2 separate regions of the Sus scrofa genome follow, and region 1 is linked to region 2. A link is a contact called in public HiChIP or PLAC-seq data. All regions are on one chromosome and are shown on one strand. Each heading gives the region's core, a stretch centred on a gene start, on an enhancer-like site or on the middle of the called end of the contact. The rest is flanking DNA. Distances are from core to core; before and after follow the strand shown.

What was found. HiChIP or PLAC-seq counts read pairs in DNA pulled down with a chosen protein or histone mark.
Region 1: an H3K27ac HiChIP or PLAC-seq map of alveolar macrophages shows a contact between it and region 2. The contact joins two enhancer-like sites. A contact is called at or near these places in 1 of 47 Hi-C or Micro-C datasets (fibroblasts) and 1 of 2 datasets of contacts at active chromatin or transcription factors (alveolar macrophages).

What each region holds. Positions count from the first base shown.
Region 1 is chr1:26,537,836-26,544,624 of Sscrofa11.1, forward strand. No RefSeq gene overlaps it. Among named protein-coding and RNA genes, the nearest start is that of TNFAIP3, 55 kb to the left of the region's middle. Within about 2 kb of position 1,291, at least 11 of the 83 cell types and tissues checked have an H3K27ac peak or open chromatin away from gene starts, as enhancers often do. A contact at or near this core is called in alveolar macrophages, where this site is marked.
Region 2 is chr1:26,398,300-26,405,989 of Sscrofa11.1, forward strand. No RefSeq gene overlaps it. Among named protein-coding and RNA genes, the nearest start is that of TNFAIP3, 84 kb to the right of the region's middle. Within about 2 kb of position 3,327, at least 5 of the 83 cell types and tissues checked have an H3K27ac peak or open chromatin away from gene starts, as enhancers often do. A contact at or near this core is called in alveolar macrophages, where this site is marked.

The DNA.
Region 1 (6,789 bases), core at 41-2,540, 140 kb after region 2:
GTTGATATCAGGCTATATGATCAGATGTATGGTCCAGTAAATGAACCAGAGAGTTTCAAATTGAGATGACATTGAAAAAACTCAGAATGGAAGCTTGCCATCTGTTTCTATTACACATATGTCAATAGTTGGGCTGGTGGTGCTTTGGTTACAATGGTTACAGGTAATTTAGTTATTAGTGATACTGAAACGAGTAGAATGCTAATGGAACATTCTACTATGAGAGGCTTATAGCTCTTTTCTCAGCTTTGCCATGTCAGGGTCGGTGACTCTCCCTGATTTAAGACTCAAGAGGGCTTGGGCTGACCAGCTACTCCCCACCCCTCAACAAATAAATATATGATCATAACTAAGAGTTCCTTCTTCTACTCCCAGCTCTAATTTACCTGTTCATCCCCTGCCCCCCCATCATTCTCATGCCAACAATCTGGAAAGGGGGAGAAAACAAAATCAAACAAAAATCTGAGGCAATATCCTGACATCCCTAATCAGCCACACCTCTGGATAAATCAGAGGTGATGACAATGTAACTGGATTGTTGTGTCACTGGCTGAATTGCATTTTAAATTCATTTACAGTTAACGAGTGCATCACAACAACATTTTGTTGCTCTTTTCAAAAGCATCAGATAAGATAGCTTAGTGTCACTGTTCCCTTATCCTCTTTGAATGAGGACTTTAAACTTCCAAGTAGCTAAATAACATGCAAGATATTTGCAGTAGGCGGAAGTGGTCTCCAAACTCCCCTGACTTCCTTCAGGTGGCTTATTCTTGAGCCCCCAGCTTCTTTATGATTTCGCTTGCATGGCGACCCCAATCCAGGAAGTTTTCTCCTTTGTATTTCATATCTACCCTATCTACCCTCATAGCTCCTTTCCTGTGATTTTGAAATTTCTTTTAAATCCTACTTGCATCATATTGAATCCCAGAACTAGCACTTCTGTCATTGCCATTTGCCTCACTGAAGACATCCCCGAAATGTGGCTCAAAGGAAGGACCCCTTGGGAAAAAGGGGTTGCCCAGATAAATGATTCATTCACTACAGAGATGGATTTTTCAAAATGTCATTTTCATTCTGGAAAGGAGGAAACTGGTTTTCCTGTCTTTTGAAGCATCATCACAAAGCCAGGAGCTGGAGGGCAAAGAGCTTATAACATGAGGTTTAAATGAACAGGGGAAAAACTGAGCCCCCTAAGCAGGGGAGGAGGGTGGTCTGATAGCTCAGATCCATCCTTCTTTTCCCCCAGTGGTGAAGATGCAGAAGCTGCCCAACTAACGTGCAGCAGTGATGTGACTCACGGTCGGCTGACGGGGCAGGAAGTCACCTCAAGCTACACTGACAGACGGGAAAGTCCGGAGTAGATTGAATGTACTTTTTAAGAAAAGGAAATAAAGCCAGCACTTTGTAGATGATGGGCTATGTCACAAGGTTAGAGAGTCGGATTACACTTGGTGGGTCTGTGCAAGGCAGTGGTCTGGGAATGCATTGATCTGCATATAAAGACATTCCTATGATATTTGCAGGCTATGCATGTTTGTTTGGGTCCTTAAATACAGAACAGCACTCTTGTTGGAAGAATGAAATCAACCAATCTTCATTAGGCTGAATTAAATAATAAATTCATTGCTGGGGTCTCAGAGGGAAATTGTGAAGCGGGTATCTTCCCTCTCAGTGTGGTTGCTTATTGTCTGGAGTTCTTCTCTTGTCCCAGGGGTTCAGGGATTTCCTGGGGCCACTTTTCTTTTAAAGAAGAGGAAGTGAACTCTTTCAGCCAATCAACAAATCTGGAAGTCTATCTATCTATCTATCTATCTATCTATCTATCTATCTATCTATCTATCTATCCATCCATCCATCCATCCATCCATCCATCCATCTATCTATCTATCTATCTATCTATCTATCTATCTATCTATCTATCTATCCATCCATCTATCTATGGTCCTGTGGTGTGCCAAGGATTCTGTAAGGGAGTATGAAAGGGCTGGATAGGAAAAGATCCTTGAGGAACTCCATCTAACTGGGACAACAAGATGTAAACATATTGAAAGATTAGTAACAGGAAAAGAGTGTTTCAAGGAAGAGTTTAATGGCTTACCAAAAGGCTATGTCAAGGGAACAGATGTGCAGTGGGTGGCCAGAGAAAGGCCAGGTCAGTGTGGACATGGCTGATCAGGGAAGTGTTTGTGCAAAGTGAGGATCTGGAACTATACTCCACATTAAAGAGGACAGAGTCCATTCTAAATCAGCAGCAAAGATCAAATCGATTATCCCAGGAATGGAAGTAGCCAAGGTAGATATTTGAGCAGAATGGTAGTACAGATATGAGAGTCTAAAAATGTGTTAGTTTTTGTTCAGAAAGATTGCTGAACAGCGAAGCCTCTGTTTCTTCATCTGTAGAATGGGTGGAATAAATGCCCTACCTGACATCCAGATTAAGTGAAATAATATGAATCATGTCGCAAACCATAACCCACATAATAATCCTATGTTGTTGTTAGTTGTGATATATTAGGACTTTAGGAATATAGCTTTGCATGTAGAGAAACTGCTTAATTTTAAGACTGAAGTGGTAACATCCATTCATCTTGAATAAGGCAATAAACCCTTTCTCACCACTTCTATTCAACATAGCATTGGGGAGTTCCTGTCGTGGAGCAGTGGAAACGACTAGGAACCATGAGGTCGTGGGTTCAATTCCTGGTCTTCCTCAGTGGGTTAAGGATCCGGCATTGCCATGAGCTGTTGTATAGGTCACAGACGTGGCTTGGATCTGGCATTGTTGTGGCTGTGGCATAGGCCAACAGCTGTAGCTGTGATTCGACCCCCAGCCTGGGAACCTCCATATGCCGCGGGTATGGCTCTTTAAAAGACAAAAGACAAAAAATCAACCAAACAAACAGCATAGTATTGGAAGCCTTAGCCAAAGCAGTCAGACAAAAAAAGAAATAAAACATAGCCAAACTGGAAGGGATGTCCCGTGGCCCACCTGATGTCCAGTGGGTGGGCCACGGGACATCGGCAGGGGGTGGCAGCTCAATATCTGAGGTGCATGCTCATTGTAGGCAGATGACTTGATACACTTAGAGTGTGTTTATCTAGCATCTATTCAGAGGTTAAGAAGAAGAGTTGGAGATGGGAGAAACTGCATATGAAATCATAACATGCTGGTGATCAGTAAGAACATGCATAAGCTTGGATTGGGGTCCTGTTAGAAGCAAGGGAAGACATTCATTTTGTAATACTATCATTAATACAGGTATCATCTTTCTAAGGATCTTTCCATTTTCCCTGTCCATGAAGATATTTTGTTCAAAATATCACAAATGAACATTACATTTTAATTTTGTGCTTAACAGAACTAGCACATTGCAGGTATGTGGTAAGAACCCAGGGCATAGTGATCGAAGGCTTTTCCTAGATTTAAGATGCAACCCTAAGATGCATTGCTTCTAATGTGGGGAGTGAGAAGCATTTGTTTCCTCTTAACCTTGATGGAAAAATGCTTAATGTATTTGTAGTGGCATTACAATTCACACACTCTGAATCACATCTGCAGAAATAAAGAAACGCATCCTTCTTTAGTTCCCTTCAGTGAGCTCATCTTGCTTGGAGCCCCTGTTGATGACAGAGTAGATGTGTTTTCCTTGACAATTTCCATTCTTTCCAGGCTAAAAATTTCTTTAGGGGTAAATATTGCATCATTCCAAAGCTTAAATCCTCTCATAGGGCAGTTTCTGCCCTGTCAAGAAGTTCCGCCTCTCTCTTTCCTTGTTCTAGACTAGAGGACTGTGTGCTAGGCCAAGGGAGGGGACACCTCTGGTCCCCAATGCCCTCTGCAGCCCCTAGGCTTGTGCAGATGACCTCCAGCTGGCTCCCTGGGGCTTTTGCTGTTCACAGCCAGCATGCACCTCAGATATTGAGCTGCCACCCCCTGCCGATGTCCAGTGGCCCACCCGCATGGTCTCCGTGGGTCTGTGCATTCTGCACTCTGTCCCCAAGCCTCATCTAGTCAGATGGTCTCCGCGGTGCCTGTATCCCTCCTTCTTCCCAGTCCCCTCCTCTCTTTGCCATCTTAGTGCCACGCTGCAGTGTGTGAGTCCCCAGGGACCTGTGGTGGCCCCAGGTCCACCCCCTGACGAGAGTGCTGGAAATCCATGAGAGGCTGGCTGTTTTCCCCGCTCCCGTTATGTTTACAGATTCCCCCCAAACCTCTCTGATTGCCCCAGGCCCAGGTCTGGCCTTGGCCCTTCTCCCATGTCTTTCATTCAGCATCTTTCTGCAGCTCAGGATGGCTGTCATGGGGACTTAGTGATTAATCTCTTCCTGGGGCTAAGAACTGCCTTTCTCTCCTTTCTGCCCTAGAACCAGCCCCCGACATCCAGCTCATCAGGCCACACGGTTACTTTTAGCCTTTTTTTTTTTTTTTCTGTCCCCCCCCCCCCCCCTCAGCAAGGCTGAACTTTTGCAAAACAGCAGTTTTTGTTTTAAGGCTTTTGTCTAACTATAATCTTTTATGACCTCGTTTTTAAACAAAGAGTGGTGATGGCTCTTGTTCTCATTGAATTCTGGCCCTGGGTCCAAGGGGTAGCAACTTCCAGAAAAATTGGGGAAAATGAATCACCAGAAACAAAAAGGTATTGACTTAATGTCTCAAAAATTTTTATCCCTGTCACAGATAGTTGAGGTGTTCTAGTCTTTGTAAGGCTGCCCTGAAGTGGTGGATAGGGACGTCAGTTCCCTGCCTGGGAGGGGCTCAATCATTCACTTAGCAACACAAAAGTTCCCAGATTGAGTCATTCCCAAAATATTTGTTGAGCAGCTACTTCATTCTAAACATGGGAGAAGCAGACCATGTTTTTAACAACTGTTTGGTAAACATGCTACAAGTAAACCATGCAGTGTAAAGATTAATGGAATAGGAATAAAGGCAGAATTTTAGGGGCCACAAGCAATGGAAAACCTCAGAAAAGGAGTGAAGTAGGGCCTTGTCAAAACAGGGTGTCACGGTTCAAAGCCAAGGGTGGACACTCTGGGAACTAGAGAGAAATGCTTTTCAGGGACCAGAGCTGAGTCTAAAAGGCTCTGGGGCAACAGCAGAATTTGGATGAACATTTGCAATAAGAGCAAGGCTCCAGAGGTCTAGCCCAGGAGGGAAGGGTGGGATGGTTTGCAAGGAGGGACCTTGTTGGTTTTTTTCCTGTATATTTTATCTATGTTTTTATTTATTTATTTTATTTTTATTTTTTCCTTTTTTAGGGCTGCACCTACGGCATATGGAGGTTCTCAGGCTAGGGGCTAATTGGAGTTATAGCTGCCAGCCTATGCCACAGCCACAGCAATGCCAGATCCCAGCTGGGTCTGCAGCCCATACCACAGCTCACAGCAACGTTGAATCCTTAACCCACTGAGAGAGGCCAGGGATCGAACTCGCAACATTATGGTTCCTAGTTGGATTTGTTTCCACTGTGCAACGACCGGAACTCCTATTTATTTATTTTTAATTGCTATATCAGTTATTTTTATATATTATAGCTGTATAAATATTTATATGAATATATAATATTTATGTTTTTTATGTATTATTGTATAATATATAAATATATATGTAATGTATTCATATACCACATCTTCTTTATCCATTCATCTGTTGATGACACAAAGATCAATGAAACAGGATAGAGAGCCCAGAAATAAACCTGCTCAATTACGGTCAACTAATCTATGATGAAGGAGGCAAGAATAAACAATGGAGAAAAGACAATCTTTTCAATTAAGTGGTGCTGGGAAAACTGGACAGCTACATGTAAAGGAATGGAATTAGAACATTCTCTAACACCATATGCAAAAGTAAACTCAAAATGGATTAAAGACGTAAATGTAAGACCAGATACCATAAAACTCCTAGAAGAAAGCATAGGCAGAACATTCTTTGACGTAAATCACCACAATATTTTTTTGGATTCCTCTCCTAGAGTAATGAGAATAAAAGCAAAAATAAACAAACAGGACTTAATTAAACTTAAAGGCTTTTGCAAAGCAAAAAAAAAAAAAAAAAAAATTGACAAAAGGAAAAGACAACCTATTCAATGGGAGAAAATATCTGTGAATGATTTGCCCCATAAGGGATTAGTATCCAACATATATAAATAGCTCATACAATCCAACATAAAAAAGTACAATTAAAAAATGGACAGAAGAACTGAATAGACATTTTTTTTAAAGAGGGAATGCAGATGGCCAACAAGCACATGAAAAAATGTACAACATCGCTAATCATCAGGGAAATGCAAATCAAAACCACAAAGAGATATCACCTCACACCTGTCAGAATGGCTATCATCAAAAAGACCACAAATAACATGTTGGCGAGGATGTGGAGAAAAGGGAAACTTCGTATACCATTGATGGGAAGGCAAATCAGTGCAGCAACTGTGGAAAAGTATAGAGATGTCTCAAAAAACTAAAAATAGAATGATCCAGCAATTCCACTCCTAAGTATATATCCAAAAAAAAAAAAAAAATACAAAAACACCAGCTGGAAAAGATACTTTCACCTCAGTGTTTGTAACAGTATTATCTACCATTGCCAAGATATGGAAAGGATCGCATCTACTTTGAACAAAGACTCAATAGTAATCAGTACAATTCAGAAAAGCATCTTTTTTTTTTTTTTTCCTGCTGAATTATTGTGCTCTTACTGTTTTGGTTTTTTCCCTCCCTTATTTTTGTTTTTTATGACCTTTGTTTTCTAGAAGCTTGAAACCACTGGTGAAAAGGAGCCTCTAG
Region 2 (7,690 bases), core at 2,077-4,576:
TTTAGGGCCACACCCGCAGCCTAGGGAGGTTCCCAGGCTAGGGGTCTAATCCCGTTCTTTAGAGAAATGATACTCTTGATTAGTCCATGCTTTAAAAATCATCTATCTCATTCATTCTGTCTATCCTGACTGTGGCTCATAGGATGCTTAGTCTACTTAACATACTTCAGGGGTTTTACCCACCCCCGTTGCCTCTCTTATCTTTCGGAGCAGAACCGAACATTCTCAGATGCAAACACAGGTGAGGTGGAGGAGTTAGCCGGGAGGCCAGCAGAGGGAAGAGCACCCTGGGCAGAGGGAAGGCAAAGGTGACCCCTGGCGGCTGTGTGCCCAGAATGGCAGGAACAGGGTGGCTGGCTGGAGCGAGCAGGTGCGGGAGACTGACAGGGGAGGAGGTCAGATCCTGCTGGGCCTGATGGCCCCTGGGAGCATTTTGCCTGCGCTACTCACCCAGGTCTCTCCTTTTGTGAATGACACGGTCAACCTTTATCTTGTTCCATCCCCTAGGACTTACCCTTTACTCTCACCGTGGGGCGGGCAGGGGGGGAATCACAGTAGTGCAGTGTCATGGAAGCCGGCGAGAGTTTCAAAAAGAGGTCAACTGTGTCTGTCAGCCGCCGCTGAAGTGACTTTGATAAACACTAGACTCTGGGGGTTGATGCGAACGAGGTGGCAGCAAAGGCCATTTGAATTAGCAATAAAGATGTCATTGGTGACCTTCAAGGGACAGGTTTCGATGAAGCCGTCAGGGCAGAGGCTGAGTGCATGGTTACAGAGGAAGCGTGTGGGGAGGAAAGGGATGCACTGCTTCCTCAGGCCTGGTGACCTTTGTGCCTCTTGGTTGCTGAGAAGAGAAAGCGCCCCCTCCTCTGAGGACTGCGGCCCAAGCATCAAGCACTTCCCAGCAGAGCCCCACAACCTCAGTTCCCATGTATCAGGCTGCTGATTAAAGTATTTCCAGCAACGTTACCAGATTCTTTGAAAGGCCTCTGAGGTTGCTCACTCAAGTAAATCCTTTTACTCACTCTTTTTTTTTTTTTTTCATATGAGTGTAGGGAAAGATGAAATTAACAATTCTCTCTGCTAATAGATCATTTTTAGCATTTAAAGAAAGGTCTGTCATTTCAGTTCCAAAGTTTATCTGCACTTTTATCCCTCCCTCCATCCCTCTACCCATCCTTTTTTTTTTTTTTTTTTTTTTTTTTTTTAAATGGCCACTCCAGTAGCACATGGAAGTTCCCAAGTTAGGGGTTGAATCAGAGCTGTAGCTACCAGCCTACGCCACAGCCACAGCAACGCCAGATCTGAGCTGCATCTGTGACCTACACCACAGCTCATGGCAATGCCGGATCCTTAACCCGCTGAGTGAGGCCAGGGATCAAACCCGCATCTTCACGAACACTAAGTCAGCTTCTTAACCCATTGAGCCACAATGGGAACTCCCACCCTCTCCTTGATAGCCATCTTCTGTGAAAGATGGGCTCTCCTTTTCTACAAATTTACTCTGTCTGCCCACTCTGGATTCTCCCCCAGGTCCCAAGGCTCTCCTCTCCTTCTCCTCCCTCTCCCTAGGCAACTTGCGGACCAGTGACTCCCTTTGTGTTTCAGATCTCTAATCTCTGTCTTTCTTGAATAAATCCAACTGGTTTCTGTCTTTCTATCTTCAAAAATCACACCTCTCCCCACCCCTGTCCATCTGTGGTTATCAGCCCAGGTCTCTTATTTGCTGAGAACCAAGTTCCTTGATCGCCACGTCTGCACAAGCTTGTGTCCATCCTTGTCTCTCTGCTGAAAGTGATGTCCCCAAGGCCCAACCACCCCATGTCATCTCCTAATACCCTCGCCTTTTTATTATATTTGACACTGTAATTGCCTCTGCTCCTTTCCGTCTTCCTCAGCACACTCAGTTCCCTGAGAGCAAGGTGATTTCCTGGTGTCCTCTGTCCCCAGCATCTAGACCATGCTATGGCAGCTTAGACCTCCAATATTTGTCAAATGAATGACTCAATGAATGAATGAGTCCTGTCCATGACCTCTTTTACCTGTGACTCCCTTAACCTCGTCCTCCTTTTAAAAAGCAGTCCCTCTATTAGCTGCTCAGATCATGTTCTCTCTGGTTTTCCTTCTAACCCTCTGTCAATTGTTTTGTGGCTTCTTATCTTTAAATGATGCAGTTTCCTAGGGGTCTGTCATTGTTTTTCTTTTCTTAGCATCATTTATTTTACCAGCAACTTTAATGACAACCTTACCGCCACCTCCAGCCCGCACCTTGTTCTGGTTCTTCAGACCTAGCTGCCTACTAACCATCTTCATTGAACCATCTCGTGGGGACCTCAAGTATGTAAATTGAAACACCAAACTCACCTCTTATTTTGGTGAGTGGTATAGTTATCTATTTAGTCACCATAGCTAGAGATTTGGGAATTTTCCTAAATATCTCTTTTCCCCTATCATTTAATCAGATATTTATTCCTTTAGACCAGTCTTCTAAAGGATGTATCTGAAATGTATTTTCTGCCTCTCCATTTCTGTTGTCACAGTCTGGGTGTTGTGGATGAGATAAGAGGTTGGGACACACACACACACACACCTGTGTCAGAGTGTATGCATAGAGAGATAAGATTAGAGTCAGGACATTGCAAATGCGAGGTTCCAGGCCTTCTAGCTGTTGGTTAGACAAAGCTGGTGGCCTCCGCCCTGCCAGCAGAGAGAAGAAATTGGGGAGGGAGCGCTGAAAAATAGGATACAGCTCATGATGACAGTTTCCCTCCCAAACCTCCCACTCCCATCTGAAAAAACTCTTCCTTCAAATGGCATAAAATAAAAGAGAAAAAAAAAGTGATAAAAAGGAACTAAAAGATATTTTGATTGGGGTAATTCCAACCACATATTTCAAAATCACTGGTTAACTTCCCTCTCTCTATTTCACTGTACTGAGTATCCCTCCACAAGCCTTGTCATTTCAGAATTGGAGTATGGTGCCTTTTCTCCGCATTATTTTAATACACGGTCATCAAATCTTTGACAACCCCAGGCACTGACTATATGGCAGAAGCATGAAACTAGGACAGCAGAGTGATGGTGGGGACAGAGCTGGGACAGCAGAGTGACGGTGGGGACAGAGCTGGGATAGCAGAGTAGTTGAGGGGGACAGAGCTAGGACAGCAGAGTGACGGTGGGAACAGAGCTGGGACAGCAGAGTGATAAGGGGGACAGAGCAGGATGCAGGGATAGTTTCCCTTTTTTCCTGGACTCAGAGGTGGCCCCTGGTCCTTTAGTGCAGCATTATCTGTGACAGTTTGACTTGCTTATGGTGATAATACTTTATTACTGCTCTCATTCCAATTCTGGGGAGTGGCCTGGGAAGGTGTTGCTGCTAATCATAGGGAGGGGGACGTGTCAGATAACATTAGTGAGTTTGGACTTTCATATTGAAGGCAAGAGGAAACAACCCAAGGATTTTAAGCAGGAAAATGATCAGATCATATTTAAGCACAATTTTAGAAACAATGATATAAATACCCACTATTTATTACAGCTGATTATATACCAGACACCATGCCACATGCTTTACAGGGGTTCTCTTATTTGATTTCTTTTGGGGGGTCTTTTTTTAGTTTTTTTAGGGCCACACCTGTGGCATATGGAGGTTCCTAGGCTAGGGGTCCTATGGGAGCTATAGCCGCCAACCCACGCCAGAACCACAGCAACGCCAGATGCAAGCTGCGTCTGCGACCTATACCACAGCTCACGGCAACACCAGATCCCCAACCCACTGAGCGAGCAGGGATCGAACCCGCAACCTTATGTTTCCTCATCAGATTTGTTTCCACTGCACCATGATGGGAACTCCTTATTTGATTTCTAAAGCAGCTCCATGAAATAAGTTCTTTTAATTTTCCTTTTTTTTTTTTTTTTTTTTTTTTTCAGATTCTGGAGCAAAGGCCCAGAGAAGCATTTGTCCAGCTCCTCACAGACAGATTGGAGCTGGGCTGCAATCCCAAGTTCCCTGGACCCGAGTCTATTTTATCCATCACTCATCCAGAATCATGACAAAGGAAATCTCTAAGAATGCATTGCTGGGCTAGGTTGTTTTTGTCTCATGTGATTCCCCCCATCCTTCCTAGGCTCATTTTCCCTCACTGGCCTGTGTTTAATACGTATGACTGTCAGAACCACCTATTCCAGGTTCTCTTGCTTCTGAGCCTAGGCACACACTAGTGCCTCTCAGGAAGGTCCCTCCCCTCTCCACAATGGTGGCCACCCTCACTCCTAGCCCTTCTAGATTGCTCCGTCACCACCTCTTCCAGCCCATCCTCTGACTATTCCTTCCTATTAACTGGCCCAGTCCTGAGGGTTAACATTGGTATCCATCCTCTTCCATCATTAATCTTCCAACATCTTTTTTTTTCTTTGGAGGTGGGGCTGCATCTGCAGCATATGGAAGTTCCCAGGACAGGGGTCAAATCAGAGCTGTAGCTGCTGGCCTATGTCACAGCCACAGCCATGCCAGGTCTGAGCCATATCTGCAACCTACACCACAGCCACAGCAACACTGGATCCTTACCCCATTGAGAGAGGCCAGAGATCAAACCCCGATCCTCATGGATACTAGACAGGTTCATTACTGCTGAGCCACAAAGGAACTCCATCTTCCAACATCTTTACTTTGGCCCCTCAAAGTTATTTGAAAGACTATGTATTTTTCACTTTGATCTTCTAAAATTTTTCATCATAAGCTAAAGTAAAGGACGTAACTTCTCACATACTGTAAACAATAGACTTTGAAAATGTCACTTTAAAAAATGTATTCAAATGGAAAGCAAGTACCATAGCATCTGACATTCATCATCATGCTTTTTCAGATTGTGTTATTCTAGGCACTGCAGATCAAGCTCATGCAACAAGGAAGCATAAGAGGAGATTTTAGGAAGTGAATAGAAATAGTTCACTTCCTCACCTGTTAGGAGAGGAAGAAAAAAAAAATGGCTCAGGCTATACTTTTGGAGCTTAGAAGCTCCAGTGGCAAAGGAGGACTCAGATAGGGGAAAATGAACTTAGAAAAGATTCTGATGCAGGATGAGCAGGAGTGTCTATTTTAGAGCCATGTGTGCTACAGGAATTGGGTGAGATTATTATAATAAAGTGTTGAATTCACTGGATGAGCATGACCCATATTTTGGGACCCCCCCACCACAGACATGTAAAGAAGTGCCCATGCTACTCAGCTTTTAAGGTGGAGAAAAAATCTGATTACTTCTCAGTTGTGGCTACAACCATCTTTTTCGAGAGGTAATATGTACAGCAGACAGAGAAAGGGCTTTGGAGTCTAAGAAATTTGAATTTGAATTCAAGACCTACCGTTTTAGTAACTGTGGGAACACAGGCAGCCACTCAATCTTTCTGAGTTTTGGTTTCCTCATCTGTGGAATGTCCTAACCTGGGATTATCACCAAAGGCTCAAATTCCCAGAAGAAAGCCCAGCTTGGATCAGGTGTTCTTATGGCCAGAGAGCCCTGAGCTGATGGCGGGGAGAAGCGATCCCGGCTTCACATCCTGGATTGTGGTGCCTTCTGGGGTGTGCATCCTTGGATGGGGCATACCTGCTGGGGAGAAAAACACAGGTGAGATAATGATGAAGCTAGTGATCCAGTCCAGGGAGTTTTGGTGAGGCATCATTAGCATCTGTGTGGGGATGAATATTTGTTTCCAGGTCTCTTCCCTACCTGTCCTAACACCAGAACAAATGCCCAGGTATTCCTTTAGCAATTATCTTAGATTCATCTCATGCATAGACAAATATGCACTGTGAATTGCAAGGGTGCCAAATGGCCCCTTGCTCTACCATCTCTTCCTGAGATGCCCCAATGCTTGCCGTTTGGTTAGAATGATTGTTTTGGGTCACATGGCGTGTGTCCAGAAGGCCACAGAGTGCGAAGAGGTAACACCCTCAGACATTTATATGTTACCAGGACTAGCTCATCTTTCACGTGGGTGGCTTTCAACGAGCTGCGAGTTAGATCCCCAAGTAAGTGAGTGGCAGGAGAAGTAGAATTTGCTAGAAACAAGGGGTAAGAAAACATTGAAGCTTGAAACATGAAGCCCTGGAGGAAGATTGGTCCTGAGGCCTTAAGGCAGGGCCGTGTCTCTGGAAGGTCTCCAGGGAGCATGGACAGGGTTTCTCTGGTCATAGAAACTTGAGAAATGGTAGACAAAGGAAGGTTATCTATTCCTGAAATTCCTCTCAGGTTCTTATTTATGCTCTCAGGGCTGTAAATCATGACAAAAATATCAATAATAATATCAACAATAAAAATGATAATAATAGCTAAAAACTTTTGAGAATTTGCTTCAAGTACTATAATGTGTGATTTACATGTGGTAGGTAGTTCACTGAATCCTCACAACCCTCCAAACCAGTGCTGTTCTCATAGATATTGTTCTACAGATAAAGAAGCTGAGGTATAGAGGAAGTTAAGGAACTGTGTTGAGCATAACCAGCAAAGCTGCGGCACTGAATTCTCACTGGAAATCTTACTTTGACTCCAGCATAAAAACCCTTGACCATTAGAGTGGGGTTATGTCTGGGGTGGAAGGTGAAGTTCTAAAGCAGAGGTTGGCCACTGTTTGGGGGTGAAGGGCCAGCTCATAAGTTTTCTGGCTTTGTGGGCTGTCTGTCCCCATTCCTCAGCTCTTGTTGTAACATAAAAGCAGCCATAAACAATAAGTCAACAAAGGGGTGACATATAAACCATAAAACTGTATTTGTAGGAACAGGAGAATGGCCTGTTCTAAAGATACTTTAAAAAGTCAAGAATAGTCTATTGTCAAAATGACCCTTCAAATAGCAATAGTTGCTTGTGAGGAGGGAAAACCACCCTCAAACAATACAGCTGGACCCATGGAAGCATAATGGCAGAGAATGTTTTTATTTCTCTTTGCATTTCAGGGATGATCTCTCTACTCTTTTGATGGCAGAGACCAAGTCTAGTTTGAAATGGAGCAAGAGAAATAGAGGACAGAAAGGATTTCCCCACCACTACTTTTTGGTGTGAGGTTAGCGGAATTTCAGCAAGATAAATTGTACCTGTGGTGCAGGTCCATTGAAGACTCTTTCCTAACAGATTTTGCTGCACTTTGGGGAGGGGACAAAGCATCTTATAGATGAAAAGTTCCCTGGAACATTCTCGAGAAGATGCTTGCCTGGGAATGCGTTTCTACCTTTCCTTTCTGACCAAGAGGGAAAAGTACACTTAGAGTGGGAAGAGGAGTTCCCGTCATGGCTCAGTGGTTCCGAATCCGACTAGGAACCATGAGGTTGTGGGTTCAATCCCTGGCCTTGCTCAGTGGGTTAAGGAGCCGGTGTTGCCGTGAGCTGTGTTGTAGGTCGCAGACGCGGCGGCTCAGATCCTGAGTTGCTATGGTTCTGGCGTAGGCCGGTGGCTACAGCTCTGATTAGACCCCTAGCCTGGGAACCTCCATATGCCATGGGAGAAGCCCTAGAAATGGCAAAAAGACAAAAAAAAAAAAAAAAAAAAAAAAGAAAGAAAGAATAAAAGAAAAGAAAGAAAGAGCGGGAAGAAAGGATTTGAAAAATATGACTCACTGGCCCCGGAAGCTGCTGACTGACCAGATGTTGTGTGGATGCAACGTGTTGTTCTGGATGTGATTTCTTTCTTTCTTTCTTTTT